Linked DNA regions of Pan troglodytes: region 2 is linked to region 1. Evidence: chromatin contacts called from public HiChIP or PLAC-seq data. All regions are on one chromosome and are shown on one strand. The core of a region is the stretch at or near the end of the contact, and the rest is flanking DNA. Distances in the headings are between cores, read along the strand shown. Region 1 holds the start of STK38L (serine/threonine kinase 38 like). Region 2 holds the start of MED21 (mediator complex subunit 21).

What was found. HiChIP or PLAC-seq counts read pairs in DNA pulled down with a chosen protein or histone mark.
Region 2: a contact with region 1 is called in an H3K4me3 HiChIP or PLAC-seq map of stem cell-derived excitatory neurons, with 3 times the contacts expected there. The contact joins the promoter of MED21 here to the promoter of STK38L in region 1. A contact is called at or near these places in 1 of 7 Hi-C or Micro-C datasets (stem cell-derived neural progenitor cells) and 1 of 1 datasets of contacts at active chromatin or transcription factors (stem cell-derived excitatory neurons).

What each region holds. Positions count from the first base shown.
Region 1 is chr10:68,293,871-68,297,730 of NHGRI_mPanTro3-v2.0_pri, forward strand. STK38L (serine/threonine kinase 38 like) reads right to left here and starts at 1,829. Exons shown (of 14, transcript XM_001143341.6): 1 at 1,621-1,829.
Region 2 is chr10:68,525,802-68,529,661 of NHGRI_mPanTro3-v2.0_pri, forward strand. MED21 (mediator complex subunit 21) reads right to left here and starts at 1,954. Exons shown (of 5, transcript XM_001143632.8): 1 at 1,455-1,954. It overlaps TM7SF3 (transmembrane 7 superfamily member 3), which reads left to right and starts at 2,302. Exons shown (of 13, transcript XM_520807.9): 1 at 2,302-2,737. The coding sequence starts at 2,647.

The sequences.
Region 1 (3,860 bases), core at 579-3,078:
GCCTTTCAAAAGAGTACAAAAACTACACCCAACTTTGCTTCTCATTCTAAACACATCACAACCAAATGGGAAACATTATCAGCCATCTTAACAAGGAGAAAACAAAGCTAAGTGAGGTCAAACCAAAACATTTTTTAATTCATTGTACCTACCTATTTTGAGATCAGGATTTTTCAGATGGAAGTAGTTTGATGAACTTATGCAATAAAATTATGTAATATCATAATTTAACATAATATTTTAGACTAACTTCTCTCTCCTCAAATAGTCACAAGGGTGGCTAATTCACATACAGTACCTCTCAGCCACTGGGGAGAGAGTATAATAAACTTAATTGTTTTACATATCCTGAGGCACAGAGAGAAAGGCCAATCAAATTCAAAGAGGTTTACAGTACCTTATATACATATATGATTGAGACAAAGAACTTTCAAGAATCTGTACTGAGGAAGCAAAAATGGGCTTAAGTACAATAGGCCCTGCCTTAAAGTAGAGAGACCGGTCAAACGTAAGCCCCAGCGCCAAAAAAGACAAGGTCTCACTCATCAATCCCCATCTTACAATCAAGAGGCAGAACTTAAATCACTTAAAGCTGTTTTTTCAGATTTGAGCAGTAAAATAAGCTAATAGGCCATTTCCGATTAAGTGGCTTCTCTCAAAACTTATCACAAGTTATGTGAAATGGGCAAAAGCGTTGGTTCTGCATTTTATCAAGTGAGAAACAACAGCATCCTACTTTTGGACAAGCCACTACTTCCAGAGCCACTAGCCCTCCCCCCACCTCCCACTTCTTTTTATATCATTCCTCCAAACTTAGAACCCGAAAAGCTATTCCACAAAACAAAAGCAGCACCAGTAAAAGGGGAGGCCACTGGTTTTGAAAATAAAGTTTGTTCTTTTGCTGTCAACCTGGCAACTTTTTAAAGGTGAAACGTGCCCTACTCAATCGGTTACACTCTTTTCTACTCCCACACCCAATAACCACTCGTTCGACCTCGATACTAAAGGTGAAAAAAGGAGTGGGAGAAATGATTTTGAAAGGAAGGGGCTACGCGTGCAATGGTAAAGACAGATTCTAAGACTGGTTTTGAGCACTCCGTGGCTTCTAGGAGCTGGGAGGCTTTCCTGAGTCTGTCTTGAGAAATGTTTGGCAATCTGACGCATCAGTTTTTAGGAACGGTACACAAACAGCCCCCACAATTGAAGAGCCATGCTTCGGATCCTGGCTCTGGGTGACATCGGCTGGAGGGCACGGGACAGGAGCGCTGGGGCTACCCGGAGAGGATCCGCGACATTTGTTATTGTTTGTGAAGCCCAGGCGGGGACCCGGAGCGGAGTGCTCGGGGGCCGGGGAGTGGAAGGAGAAAGGAGCAGAGGACAAAGATTCCTCCCCGGGTGCGAGGCTCCCTCTCTGGACACATGGGGCCAGTATCACCCCGGGGAATAAGAGGGCCAAGGCCGTCGCCGCAGGTTCCCCGGAGACATTTCCAGCCCCAGAATTAGCCCGGCTTTCCCTGGACACCCAAAGACACCTAAAATCTCCTCCTGCTCCTGCTCGCAGAGTTGGGGCTGGCGCGGCGAGCTCGGGCCCCCAGCCGAGCGCTGCATCCGCGAACTCACCTGCCTCCGGTCGCGCCCGCGGCCGGCTCAGCCTCCGCACGGACCGCAGCCGGCCGGGCGCCCGTCAGCTCCGTTCTCCCCGCTCCGCCCTCGCCCCGCCCCCGGGAGGTGGGACCCGCGGCCTCGCCGGAATCTCAGGGCGGCCTCCCTGAACTCTCGCGAGCCTTGCCTCCTCGGCTTCTCGGTGGCTGGGTCGGTCCGACTCGCCCTGACGTCATACGCACCACAGCCGGAAGTAGCCTTCTGTCGTCAACGCCGCTCTTCCCGGCCCCACCCATCTCCGCCTGGTGAAGGCCAGACTGGTTTTGAGGGAGTTGACTGAACTGTCGCCACTTCCCCTCTCACCAGCCTCACCTCACTGCCGTTTTTACCCCAAACCTGTTCAGGCCTCTCTTGAGAGTGGCCTAATGTGTTGCGACATTAGTCACATTCTAAATGTCATCCGAATTTTTCAAACAGTGCAATGCAAAGAATGTTAGAAATGGAAAGAGAGAATTCACACATTTTTCAGATTGGGAAACAGTTGTCAACAAAGATGGATCAGCTAAGTTGCTCAGTCGGTAGCTGTGGGGACTCGAAGCCACCCAGGTTCCTTGACGCTTCCATTTCACCATGAGGGTACTCCAGAGACTGGAGAGGAACCAGGATTTGGAAATGCCACAAAAAATACATTAAAAACCTGTTTGGGTTTTCTTGGAAAATCTAAAATAACTACAGTACTGGCCTGCTTTATCAGTAGGATCTGAGAATTGTGCAGAAGAGCACTCCCCTATAGGATGACCCAAAAGGGACAACTTTGGGAAGGTTGATGCAATTTGCGTCTGGGGACAAAACTGGCCTTTGGGAAAGCCAAATGAGAGAATGACTCCCAATTATTGTTGGCAAGTTTATCCTCAATATGAGTATTGGAGGTCTTATAAAATATCCTTAGCTTTTAGCTTACTGAGACAACGTATGAAGCTGGTACTGTGCTTGCAAAAACTATCACTTAGAAATGCCACCTGTCATCTTTAGGTTTCCCAAGAGCAGGTGACACGAGCAAAACACCTAGGAAAGAAGCATTACCTCATTTCTCTTTCTTACGCTGTGCTTTTTCATACATAGCTTAGTAGTGGGAAAACCTCTAGTTTGGTAATTAGTGTATTTTTGGGGAGATCAGCTCCACTTATATGGTCATTTTGAAACTCAAATGACAGTTGTCATATACAAGCATAGGAGGTTTAATTGTGATCAGACAAGCTTGACAGGCCTATACACCCTTCTCCCCGTACAGCACGCATACACATACCATTCAAATGCTACGATAAGATTGAGAACAGTGTATGGTTTGTTCCACAGCAAATTTATGTCTTACAAATGTGCCATACTAGAGTAATATGAACTAGTATAGAGTAGCAGTCTAGGTTAATATGGGATAGCCTAAGACTTTGACCTCTAGTTCCTAAATTCTCCTAAACTGAGACCATTGTAAACAAATTTCCCTGGGAAGTTGTTGAAAGTACCTCAACTGAAACAAATTAGAGCTATGAACCAGAATTTTGGTGGTCTATGGACCCCTTTTCAAAACAGTGTTCTTAAATGCATAAACTACCTAGGGTTACAAAGGAAACTGATAATGCTAACATACAGTTACCAAAATACTAAAAAGTGAGTTTGCAATATAATTATGTGGTAAGTAGTAGTAGCATCTAAGATGGCTGCCAATGATCCTCGCCTTCTAGTATTCCTGCCTTCTGTAATTCCCTTCTCTAGTAACTTAGTTCTTAAAAAGGAAATATAGCAAAAGTGATTAGGATATCATTTCCGTGATTAGGTTACAAAAATATTCTGGGCTCCATCTTGCTTGTCCTTGCTCTCTCACTTGCTCGCTTTCATGGAAGCCAGCTGCTGTCTTGTGACCTGCCTTACAGAGAAGCCCACATGGCAAGGAACTGAGAGATATCCAGTCAACAGCCACCAAGGAATTCAGGCCCCCAGTCCAACAACCTGTGATGAACTGAATACTGCCAATAATCATGTAAGTAAGCTTGGAAGTAGATTCTTTCCCAGTTGAGCCTTGAGATGACTGCAGCCCCACCTGACACCTAGACTGCAGCCTTGTAAAACCAGATACTGAGCCAGCAGGCCCAACTAGCCAAGCCCAGATTTCTGGCCCACAGAAACTGTGAGACAATAAATATTTGTGGTTTTAAGCCACTAACTTTTGGGATACTATGTTACACTGCCATAGATAACTAAAA
Region 2 (3,860 bases), core at 704-3,203, 230 kb after region 1:
TCAATAAAAGATGTATGTTAAAAAAAAAAAAACCAAAAGCCACGTACTATATATACTTATTGCATCATAACTTGCCTTTTCATAAAGACTTCAATCAGAATATAAATGAAGGGCTGCACAGGATCCTCTTATAAAGCTCTATCATAGGTTATTTAACTCCTAATTGTTGGGCATTTAGGTTGTTTTAGATGTTTCTGCTACTCTAAATAATACTCTATGAATAGTTTTGTACACTAATTTTTTTTAAGAGATGGGGTCTCACTATGTTGCCCAGGCTGGAGGGCAGTGGCTATTCACAGGTGCAATCATACAGCACTGCCCTCTTGAACTCCTGGGCTCAAGTAATCCTCCTGCCTCAGCCCCCTGAGTATCTGGGACTACAGGCGCATACCACTTCCCCCAGCTTATACTAATTTTATATGTGTATTTAATTATGTACTTAAATCTAAAAGTGGATTATACCAAATCTACAAAAATAAGATTTTTAAACATTTTTGATGCCGATTACTTTATTAAAGTGTATATTCCCAGTATCCCTACCTAAGAATGCCTCCTTCTTAGCTCTTTTATCCACACTGGATGTTTTATACTTTTAAAATGTTTACATCTTAGTTTGTTAATTTGATTTTTTTATTTGTTTACTAGTGAGATTGAACTTTTTTCATGTATTTACTGGTAATTTGTATTTCTTTTTTGGGGTGAAATTCCCCATTCATGTCCTTTGCTAATTTTTTTTTTTTTTTGGTCATCAACTTGCCTTTTCATATTGTTTGTGTGTTTACTTTAATAAAATTTAAATATTTATGTAAAAAGCATTTACGTAGCCAAGTCTACCAATCTTTTCCTTTATGGTTGTTTCCTTTGCTGTTTTGCCTCTTAGAAAGCTCCTCCCATTTTGAGATCAATTTATTAAAAAAAAAAAAAAGCGCCCTCTTCTGCTAGCTCTTTTATGGTTTTATTACTTTGGGATTTTGTTTTTACAATTAGTGTGAGATAGAGTTCTGCTTCTCTCTGCCCATAGTGCAGCTAATCAGTTAAGAACACAATTTATTGAATAATCCATCCACTGATTCAGATGCTACCTTTATCATAATTGTTCCTTTCATCTTCCTTGGATTTCATCTACTGAGGGTTATAGGAATAGGGGCATGTGGGAGAGTGAATAAGCACTACAGAAATAGATAGTGCTACCAAAGGTGTGAAAATTTGGACCAGGCAGTGGGAAAGCAGAGAAGGAATTGTGCCTATGACAAAGATTATTTGCTTGGCCAAACTCTAGTACGGCTTCTGAATCTTCTGCTAGGTCCATCTGTGCACTTCTTTGTAAAAATCCAGTTTTAGCGAAGAACCCCCTTTCCTCCATATCTAATCAGTTTCCTCACCCTGCACCATCCCCCAGGTGATGTTCTGTCTTCAGAAGTCCTGTTAGGTCAGTTTCACCAAATGCCCCTTACCTCTGATGCTTCCTCTTAGTAATTTTCCATCCACTGAACTCCGTACTGCTGGTTGGCTATAAATTCCCTCTTGCCCACGCTGTATTCGGAGTTGAGCCCAGTCCCTCTTCCCCACTGCAAGACCCGGTTGCAGTGGTCCCTATGCCAATTGAGACAGTCCTCAATAGTCTTCGTTCGGTGCTTTAACAAGTATCATTGAATAATTTTGTCTTTAACACTTCTTCACATTATGGTCACAGCTATATATTGTTACCTTAGTAGTGGATTAACTGAACATGTAATTTCCAAGCTATAAGTTGCTCATCAAAATATATAAGTGAAAAAAATTAAAACCAGGGAAGGAAAGCAAGACAATCCTCCCCAAATAACGTTAAGTCTATGCGTCTAATTCCACATCATCGATGAGCCATCTGTCACATGGACTACTGTCCCTCAAACAGCACTCAGGTATGAGACTTGAGACGAAGTTCAGACCAAGGCCGTGTCTTCGAGGATATTTCGCTTAGAGAAAACGAAACTACTTTTAAATGTAGTGCTTATGACTAGTGCGGTAACCACTACACAAACAGCATTCTCCTGGCATTTTTATGCTAACATAAGCCTCAGCAGCGAAGACAATTGCTACCGGGGGAAATAACCTTCAATTGTGTTTTTAGCAACTGATTCCTCTTTTTTGCTGTTGTAAAGGGCCGTTAAACACGGAAACAGGAGCCTGGCGACGTTAGTCCGCAACAGAAAGTTATTTTGTACTTTCACAGTGGGTTTGCCTACTTGGTGAGATAAAAGTGGGGCAAGACCGGGCCTCAAGCCAGGACTTCCTGGGGGCTCCCGGGAGCACCGCAGGCTGCGCGTTCCCCGCGCGCCGGCAGGAGGCGCGCGCTGCCTGGAAACGCCCCAGCGCCGCCCGCGCCCAGAGACCCGCCGCTGTGGCGCAGCGAGAGCCCGGGAGGAGGCGCGGGAACGCGCGCTGGGGGTCAGGTGCCGGAAGAGGAAACCTCTCGCTGGGGCTAGGAGTTCGGCGGGGCGCGCGCCGGCGGCTGCGGAGCTGGCAGGTGCGAAGCGTCTGCACCTGGCGGGCGATGGCGCCCGATGCGGGCGCCCCGGGATAGCGTGGGCGAGGCTGCGGGGCCCCGGCGCGCACGCCCGCACCTCTCCCCAGCCCTGGCGTGGGCCCAGCCCGGCCCAGGCAGCAATGGGGTTCCTGCAGCTGCTGGTCGTAGCGGTGCTGGCATCCGAACACCGGGTGGCTGGTGCAGCCGAGGTCTTCGGGAACTCCAGCGAGGGTAAGGTCGGGGCGCCTGGCTTCTGCAACCCAAAGTTGCTTTTGCATTTCTTGCGAGGTCAAAATCCGCCCGGGGTCTGTCAGCCTAGCAGGGAGATGGTGCTGGGGGCGTTGGTACACGCTGGGTGGTGAGTCCAGAACCGGCACGAATGGTGTTTCCTGCAGCGGAAACACTCATGGCTAAGGAGGTCTTACTATTAACCTCCTCATTCAGCGGAGGAAATGGGAAGAGATAAATAATTCTCTTTTTTTAACACAGTATTATCTCCCTTAGGGAGCAGCCATGTTTGTGGCTTTAATTCAACTTACTAAAGCGCCTCTTTGCTGCCCAGTGGACTGTCTGAGCTTCTGGACAGCAAGACTTGGGGTGGAACTAGCGGCTTAATGACTGATGGCTCTCAAGCTGCATGGAATTTTTACACCCCCAAATCTAGAGGCTTTTCAAACTGGTTATGTTCTACAGAGTTTGAGAGGGAAAATGAACCCAGAATGAGGCTTTATTTTTAAAGAGCCTTTACCATCTAATTTATTAATACCATCTGGAGACAGGAAAACATTCCATACTCACAGTGAGAAATAAAGGACTTTTTGAATTACAGATACATAGACATACAGATAGAATGTGTATACCCTCAATTCTACAAGTTCAGCCACAAATGAAAAATAAACACAGAAACACAAAAGCTTGCCAGTCTAGGTATCAGAGTTGTTCTCCTTACTTGAGGGCAAGAAATTTCTAATCGATTTGACCTTAAAAAAGACAAATGGACAAAAACTGTGTTCTCTGTTGTCTCATATCCAACAGGAAATAGATCTCTATGAGATATTAATTCTTTACAGAGATCACAAAATTCCCAATCATTGCAGCTACCAACAGGAAATAACTTGTCATCCATAAATGAACTGTAAAAAATAACAATTTAATAGAGAGTAAAACTAAAATGAGAAAAACAAGAATCAACGAAGTTCTATTGCCACTTCAAATTCACCTGTGGGAGCCAAGAAGCAACATGCCCGGGCTTGGCTCCCTATAAGTACACCATTTTTGATGATTTCAGGTGACTTTTTTTTTTTTTTTTTTTGACGGAGTCTCGCTCTGTCGCCTAGGCTGGAGTGCAGTGGCA